Regions from separate parts of the Gossypium hirsutum genome. Here regions 1 and 3 are each linked to region 2. Evidence: chromatin contacts called from public Hi-C data. All regions are on one chromosome and are shown on one strand. The core of a region is the stretch at or near the end of the contact, and the rest is flanking DNA. Distances in the headings are between cores, read along the strand shown. Region 1 holds the start of LOC107913271. Region 2 holds the start of LOC107913273 (LOB domain-containing protein 38). Region 3 holds the start of LOC107913266 (molybdate-anion transporter).

Region 1 (2,700 bases), core at 50-2,549, 190 kb before region 2:
ACAGGACTCCTACTGTGAATGCTTGGGCTTCCTGCAACTTGATCAACTTCCTCTCCTTCTTCGAAGGACATAGGTGGTCTGCTACCCAGAGAAAGCAACTCGGTAGCACTTTGCTGTTCTTGAACTCTCGGAACTGCATCTTCACAAACAGTACCACGGCTCTTCCCATGAGGCCCTAAAGGACTTGGATGGTTCTGATCACGGAGATTTGTAGTCCTTCCCTTACGAGGGGATTGAGGAAAGTCTTTGCACATTGACTTAAGATTACTTCTTTGATACCCATTCGCCGCTTTAACACTTAAAGCACCTTCCAATTTGTTCCCTGTTGATGGATGATTCTTCGAAAGAGAAGCATTTCTAATAATCGATCTGAGGAGATGATTATGAAGACGAACATTTTCTCTCCCAATTATACCAATGCAGAGCCTATCAAACTCGGGTTTCCCAATCTTAAGACTCAAAAATCTAGTGAGCAGATTAAAGTACTTCTCAGCTTTTATAGGCCCAATCTTCCTTTCAATCTGAGATTTCAGCGCTAAAGTATCTACTAGAGAAAAATGCCGTCGACCCGGCATTTCAGTTTCCAAGTTCATCACTATCATCCAAAATCTAAAATTTCAGCCAAAAAACAAAAAAATCAACTTCCAAATAAAAATCCTACTTAATTATCAATCAAAACCACCACCAAAACCCCCATGTCATCCTCTAAGATAGCAAGACGGGACCAAAAAATACTAAAATTCAAACAAAACAAACAAAACCCAGATGAAAAACTGCATTAAGAATAAGTAACTTCATTTAACTAATAAATCATTCAAAAACCACAAATCAAAGAGAAATCCAGAAAGATAAATCTACAAAATTTGAAACTACCAGTCTCAAACAAAGAAACAGTAAAGCAGTAATGGTAAGCAACGGAAAAAGAAAATGTAAAATAGAAACAAAGCAAAACCCACCTGAATTAAGGAACTATATAACTGAATTCAAAGAAGTTGAACTGAATTTGCAGCAAAAAAAGAAAAGCATTATTAATCAATCAGAAGCTTGTGAAAGTAGAGAGCAAAGAGATTAGGGCAAGAAGCTTTGAAAGCTTCTATTGGAGTGATCATGGTCAAAGAAACATGCGCGTTTTGAAAACGAGTGTAAACTATGCTAAGTGCTAAGCTGGTTAGCTTTGGGTCGAATGTTGGATTGTCCAATCAGCGTCTCAGTTTTTGAGTAATTTAGAATTAAGCCTTCCGAATTTAATGCAGTTTCCGAGAGGAAAAGTAAAATATCTATCAACAAAGGTCAAAGCTCCATCTATTTTCAATAAATCCAATTTTGACGAAAAATATTTTAACTAAAAGAAAAAAAAAAAGTGCAGTATCGAAGCAGCATGAACAACTAACTTTTTATTTTTATTTTAAATTATCTATTTATTAATCAATACAATATCTAATAAGAAACAAGTTATTAAATATAAGGAATTTAAGAAAATTTATTTGATGTAATTTTTAGACAGTTAAGTAAAAAAAAGTGTTATTTTTAATTTTATTTTGGAGTTAAAAAAATTATTTTCATTAATAATACTTTGACTTAATGGTAAGATTTAGGTTTTGGAAATTTGGAGTTTTATTATGGGTAGATTTTTACTTCAAATTTTATTATGTTTTAAATTTCATCACGTATAAATCATGTTTAAATTTATTCTAATCATGATCTAAATATATTTTAATCTAGAGATATTCATAAGTTGATTAACCTGTCCGATTCAATCGACTCAACTAATTTTTGGCCATGCTTAAGTTTAATTTTTTTAACCTCATGTTAACCCTACCCAACTTAATTCACTCTTCCAACATAATCATGAACATGAACAACAAGGGCATAAGTTTCATTGACACCTATCAATAAAGGCTTATAAACATTATTCTCTAAAAAGAATGTTCTATCAACATAATAATTTTTGTTGTGAAGTATTCGAAACCAAAGAATGTTCTTATATTGCACAATAATATAATAATTAAGATACTCGAAAATATATAAACAATTAATGTGAGTTATTAAACAATTAAAAATATGAAAAAAAGACATACAATAGACATTATAAACGATGAAAATAATGTCAATATAAGAACATTTTCAATTATACAATTATACAATTATGAAAATATATAAATAATTAAAAATATGAAAAAAAAATACAATTATGAAAATATCAAAACATTTTCAATTCATAATCATAATCATGTACAATAGATATTTAAAAGGCCCCCAATTACATGTGTCAAATACAGAGTTAAGATTTGAATCCAATTTTGATGGTTACACGACCTAAGATGATCCACACGACCTAGCGACACGGCTGTGTCCAAGGCCGCGTGAACACTGGAATTAATTTTTCAAATTTAATTGCAAGTCAGAGAGTTACACAGGCCATAAACACGGCCGTGTGCGAGACACAACCTGTCACACGGGCGTGTGTGAGATCTGTGCCCCGCATGGCCTCGCACATGGGCATGAAAGAAGCGAAAGAAAATCACACACGACTTGGCACACGAGCATGTCCGAGGCCGTGTGACCACTAGGCTTTGAGTTTTAAATCACACACGGCCTGAAGGAGTGGCACACGAGTGTGTGACACAGCTGTGTGGCCCAACATGAGCCTAAACATGATTGTGCCCATTTAAAACCCTAATTTTTCCTTTTCTTTTTGTT
Region 2 (2,700 bases), core at 159-2,658:
GCCATGCATACATTCATGACTTAAACACAAAGATCATGAAAAGAGAAGGGTTACATAGTAGCCAAATAAAATTGATTTTAAAGGATCACCGACAGATTCTCATTTTTCTCTCTAATTTCACAGCTTTTAACACCAAAAAATAATCCCAAAAAAAAGTAAAAAAAAAGAGAGAAATCCCATGTGCCGGTAATACACAAACTCGCCGGAAAATTCATTTCCGGGGAAACCCCTCCCCAGAAGTATCCAAAAATAATCTAAACTGGTGGTAGTGGTAGAAATGAAGAATATTACATCGAAACTAGATCATTCCAAAAAGAAAAAAAACCCTCCTCTTCAAACAAACAACTTAAGTAATTTTTTATCAGTTCCTCTGCTGCCTTGCCCTTGTTGATCTGCAAAAACACTTTCGAAGCACGTCGTCGTCACAGATTCCTCCGAGTTCATAGAAGGAGTCCCTGGTCGACGATTATCGGTAACTCGCTTGCCCGAAAAGCTCGGGGTCAAGCCAAGATCTAGATCAGAGGGCTGTAGTTTCTTGAATTCTTCTTCGACTCTTTTACGCTTGGGTGAAACCCTGGATCTCGAATTTGAGAATCGACAGTTGGAGTTGAGATTCGTGGATGTCTCCCGCAATTTCCACATGTCCGTGCACGTGGCTTCGGACGCTTCGTCGGATGCTGGCGTCGGAGCCATGAATTCAGGCATGGAACGTAGAGATCCTCCTCGCAGGACGGTTTCCACCGCCGCTTGGCAAACGTGCCAGTTTCCGTTCCACAAAAGCCCCACGGCTCCGTTCACAGGGTTCACTGTTCTCCCACAAGCTTCGAACAACAGCGACTGGAATAAAGCTGATCCAAAGATTAAGAAGCAATTGGAGTCAGAATTTGGTATGAGAAACAATAAGAGAAGAAAAAAAGAGAGAAAAGATAGACGGCATGGGCATACCAGGGCGTTGAGATTCAGGAACGGCTGAAATAAAAGACATGAGACCAGCACGGCCGAAAAACTTGGCAACGAAAACAGTGGCGTGGCCTTGAGCTTCAGGGCTCTCAATCCATTGCAAACAAGGACGTAATATACAAGACTCACTGCATCCTTTCCGTAAGACTCGGCAGCCGTTGCAACTCATGATCGGACTCAAGATTCAAGACTTAACTCAACAACTATGTAGTACTACCTTTTTCCTGGCTTGGCATGAAAACCAATGTACTCTCTGAAACTTGGCTTCGCAGACAGGGTGGCTGGCTGGTGTTAACAATGGAGAAATGGAAGAGAGATAGAATAAGGGTGAAAAATGAGAGAGGAAGGAGGGTTTTAAAGGGAGGGGGGGGGGGCAGGGGAGAGTAAACCCAGGGGTTGAGTTGAGTTAGGGGGTTGGGTTAGTGGGGAGTAGTGGGTTTAGTGTGGGAACAGTTCCTTGGTATGGGGGGAAGTGAAGAGGTTATAGATTCCAAAGTCCTGGGCATGAGCGGCCCCGTGTTTCCGCGAATGCTTGTCGCTCCACCATTGGAAAATTTTCTTTTCTCTTTTACATAAGATTCCCCTACTTCCCAGTTTTAAGTTTTCTTATATTTAAATTTTTAAAAATAATTATCTGGTCAAATTTATTACAATTATTAAATTTATATTTTAGTCCAAATTATTAATATTTATAAAAAAATTTAAAGTTAATTACTGTAATTCTTATTTTAAATTGGTTCTTAAACGTTCTTAATCGAATTTCAATTCATCTATATACTTTTAATTAGGAAATGACTTTGGGATCTAGATAGTAATTATCCTATGGACTAAAATGGCTATTAAACCATTGTTTTCATATAGCTAGTGGATGGTAATATAAACGGTTTAAGGTTAAATTATTAATTAAAAATAGTTTAATTAAAGAATAAATTAAGGTTAATTAAGATTAAATAAGGATTAATATTAGTATATAAAGAAAACACTTAGTGGGAAGTTGTCATCTTCCTCCCCTAAGCCATCGAAACCATTAGAAAGAAAAAAAAAACTTTAACGTAGCATGAACATTCGACCACCATCTTCAAGTCACTAGCCATTTTTCTTGAATTTTTACGGAAACTGAATCATGAGAGCTTGATTTAGCTAGCCCATATATCAATTTGTTCAATTGTTGAAGTTTTGATAAGTTTCCATTGTTGAGATTTGGATTAATTAAGTGTGAAATTGATAGAAATTAAGCTTAGTTTATGAAAAGGACTAAATTGTAAAACTTAATTGTTAATTTTGTAGGGACCAAATTAAATAAAATGAATAAAATGTTATGAATTTTTAGTAGGAATAGAAATTAGGAGGTTCCTAATGAGTATATGTGAAACTAGATTCTAATCTGAAGTTTTAGATTGAAGGTTATGCTTATCCCAGGTTTAAAGACTAAATTGAATAAATTGTAAAATATGCTTGATATTCTATTTGATTGTGAATTGAATGAAAATTTATGTGTTATATGTTTTGTGATTATACGTAGCCAACGTCGATGTAAAACCTTCGAGAGGGAAAAGAAAAACGAAAGTTGTCAATGAGTGACTCGAAAATTCGGTTTGTATTTCTATGATTCGGGATCAATTTAGTTATTGCATATTCATGACATTTTACATTATATGGTATTGAAGTGAGTTTTCAGTGATTATTTAAATTGAATTGTTATGGCTGAGATTGAATATCAAGATAATGTCTAACTTGAAT
Region 3 (2,700 bases), core at 16-2,515, 240 kb before region 2:
ATCATGGGAAACACATTTAATACTATAATTCATAGTGTTTAGTAACAAATCAAGCTAATTTCAAATGGCTGCTAAAATTGCCATATTAAAATGTTCAATGTTACAAGAATGCTTCCCTGAACAAATTAAAAACAATTAATGGAACTAGAAAATTCTTACCACAAAGGATATATGAGTAAAAGGACACTTTATATTCCTTAAAGGTCACTGTCTGAGGACTCCCACCATAAACTCTGGAAATACAGATAATGCCTACTATTGCCGTAAGAATAGCTGCAGTGGAAGGACATGCAATTTCTTTCTCCAAATTACCACCCACCATCCAATTGCTCATCACCTGACTTCCAATCAAAGCCGCAGACTCGAAAAAAGTCATCAACCAAAATGTTTCATTCAAAAGATCTTGCCTATGACCCTGGAGAAAAAAACCCAAAGAAAGTTGATACCATTATGTTCAAACTTGTCGCTTTTGGATTGCAAACCGAGGAATGTATCAACAGAGAGAACTGAAAGTATCTTTGCACCAACCTTGTCATGTTCAACAACAGCCCATGTCTCGAAACTGAAGGAAAATATTGATGTTGCCAAAGATAAACACACATTTGCTACCCAAAAGCTAGGACTTGATGTAATCCTCTTCCATATCCCAACAACAAGGTGAAAGATATAAAACACCAAACAAGATTTCTTTCGACCTCTACATGAATAACAAAAAATAAAGAAAAAATAATCAAAACTTTCAGAATCTATATCACCCAACGATTCATAAATAAATTGGGTTAATTCACTGAAAAAAAAGGCAATAGAAACATGGAAAGATTAAGTTTTACTCACATTAAATCAGAGAGAAGGCCTAAGAAACTACCGACAAAAAGAGCAGCTCCAAATCCAACAAGCATAAACGTCACTGTATCTTCCTTGGTAATTCCATAGTAAACCAGCTCAAACTCTCCGTACACAGACCATAATCCTTCCAACACTGCGAAAACGATTATGTAGAAATCAGATAAACTTTTTTTCCCTTTCAATTCAGAAAAAAAGAAAAAAAATTTTACCTGAGGCGAGGGAATAGAGAAGGAGAAAGTAACGTTGGAAGCGGAGAGAAGAGGCGAAGGTTGGGTGGTCGTAGAAAGGAGGTGATTTAGTAGGGGCGTGCTTGGAAAGGTAGAAAGGGAAGAGAGAAAGTGAGAAGAAACAAGAAAGGAAAATGAAGATGTAGACGGAAGAACTAGGTACCCAAACGGAGCTTTCGATTACAACGCCCATTTCGATCTCCGACGGACAAACCCTAGATCGGATCGGAGAAAAGTGACAAGTGAGAAAGGAAGCGGAGGTTGGATCTTCTGGAGTTTGAAATACGCGCCGTTTTACCGTTCCAGAGGATGCTATAAAACGGTTCGTTTTGATGTCATAAATAATATTTTCAGCCTCAAATATTAAAGCAGCGAAGATGGGCCGCCTGTTTTCGAAACAAAAAGGTGTTAATGTAAAAAATATTAAATATTAATTTTATTTTGTAAAACATAGGAGATATTCAAATTATTGCTTTTAAATTTTATCTAAATTTATGCAAAATACGGATATATTGGATCCAAAATTCATAAACAAAACTTATCAACTTATTTTGATTATATGCCGTTGAATCACACAATATGCATCTATAAAACAAACCAATTATGTATTTTTTTTTAATGTTATGTGTAACATATTTCGTTTTCTGCATAAATCTAAATTTAATTTTAAATGTATTTACTTCATAATGGAAGTAAATTGGATCGTTATACTCTGCTTGCAAGCAACTCTACTCTACCTCTTTAATTGTTATGCAAGTTAGGGATTCAATCTAATAATAATAATACGAATCAGAACACATATTCTTTATTGTTGACAGAGGAACATCTAACGAATCAAAACATCAGCCCTCTGGGATCTGAAAAGAATTAGTTCTTTAGTGAGAAATAATAACTAAGCAGAAGTTCCAGAAAATCTTGAAGAAACCCCTCTTCATCCATGGTTGTTTGAAGCTGGGAGATGGGTGATGGTTGATGATGAGCCAACCAACACCAGATGTCATCCTGAATTTGTGAACACAAGTTTCATAAGGACTTGATATGACTGCATGTTTGATAGTCATTTGGTTTGGTTTGGTTCGCCTGAATTTCCCAAATTTGGCGTAATATTTTGATAGCATATATTGTTTAGCTTTACAGTGTCGACAAGTTCAAAGCCACCTGTCTACATATTCACAAATTCTCCTCTTTAAATTAAATAACTACATTCCAGTTCCAGTTTGTAGCTTCTGATTGTTTGGGATGATTCGGCTTAATGAATCATCCTAAGCTGTTTCATTTTCAGACATGAGTACAATATATATGAAAAACTTAAAAATTCGACCGACATATACCCCCGAGTCCGGGGAGCAAAGTATGGAATCATATGCTGAAATTTCCTCCATACTGTTTAGCATTGAATTTGATACTAAGAATATATACAACATAAAACATCAACATGCAATACCCTTTCAAGAAGTGTATACAGTAGACATTGTCCCCTCATTAAAAGTCCTGTAGGAGTTGCACACCAATGAAAAAAAAAACGTAAGCCGAGCGAGAAAAGTTGGGTTTAAGAATAATTGGTCTGAGCCAATTATAGATGAAAGTTACCTGTAGGAATCCACAGATATTGCTTGGTTTGCTGGCA

What was found. A called contact is a pair of places that touch in the nucleus more often than the background predicts.
Region 1: a contact with region 2 is called in a Hi-C map of leaf, with 2.2 times the contacts expected there. The contact joins the promoter of LOC107913271 here to the promoter of LOC107913273 in region 2. A contact is called at or near these places in 7 of 34 Hi-C or Micro-C datasets (callus, hypocotyl, leaf and 1 more).
Region 3: a Hi-C map of leaf shows a contact between it and region 2, with 1.8 times the contacts expected there. The contact joins the promoter of LOC107913266 here to the promoter of LOC107913273 in region 2. A contact is called at or near these places in 4 of 34 Hi-C or Micro-C datasets (hypocotyl and leaf).

The regions. Positions count from the first base shown.
Region 1 is chrD11:27,638,401-27,641,100 of Gossypium_hirsutum_v2.1, forward strand. LOC107913271 reads right to left here and starts at 1,300. Exons shown (of 2, transcript XM_016841804.2): 1 at 957-1,300; 2 at 1-609. The coding sequence starts at 602.
Region 2 is chrD11:27,831,750-27,834,449 of Gossypium_hirsutum_v2.1, forward strand. It overlaps LOC107913273 (LOB domain-containing protein 38), which reads right to left and starts at 1,409. Exons shown (of 2, transcript XM_016841807.2): 1 at 946-1,409; 2 at 1-848. The coding sequence starts at 1,129. The coding sequence ends at 334.
Region 3 is chrD11:27,595,766-27,598,465 of Gossypium_hirsutum_v2.1, forward strand. LOC107913266 (molybdate-anion transporter) reads right to left here and starts at 1,266. Exons shown (of 9, transcript XM_016841794.2): 1 at 1,056-1,266; 2 at 835-979; 3 at 601-697; 4 at 160-415. The coding sequence starts at 1,266. LOC107913267 (acyl-CoA-binding domain-containing protein 3) reads right to left here. Exons shown (of 5, transcript XM_041103986.1): 3 at 2,664-2,700; 4 at 2,518-2,564; 5 at 1,323-1,459. The coding sequence ends at 2,522.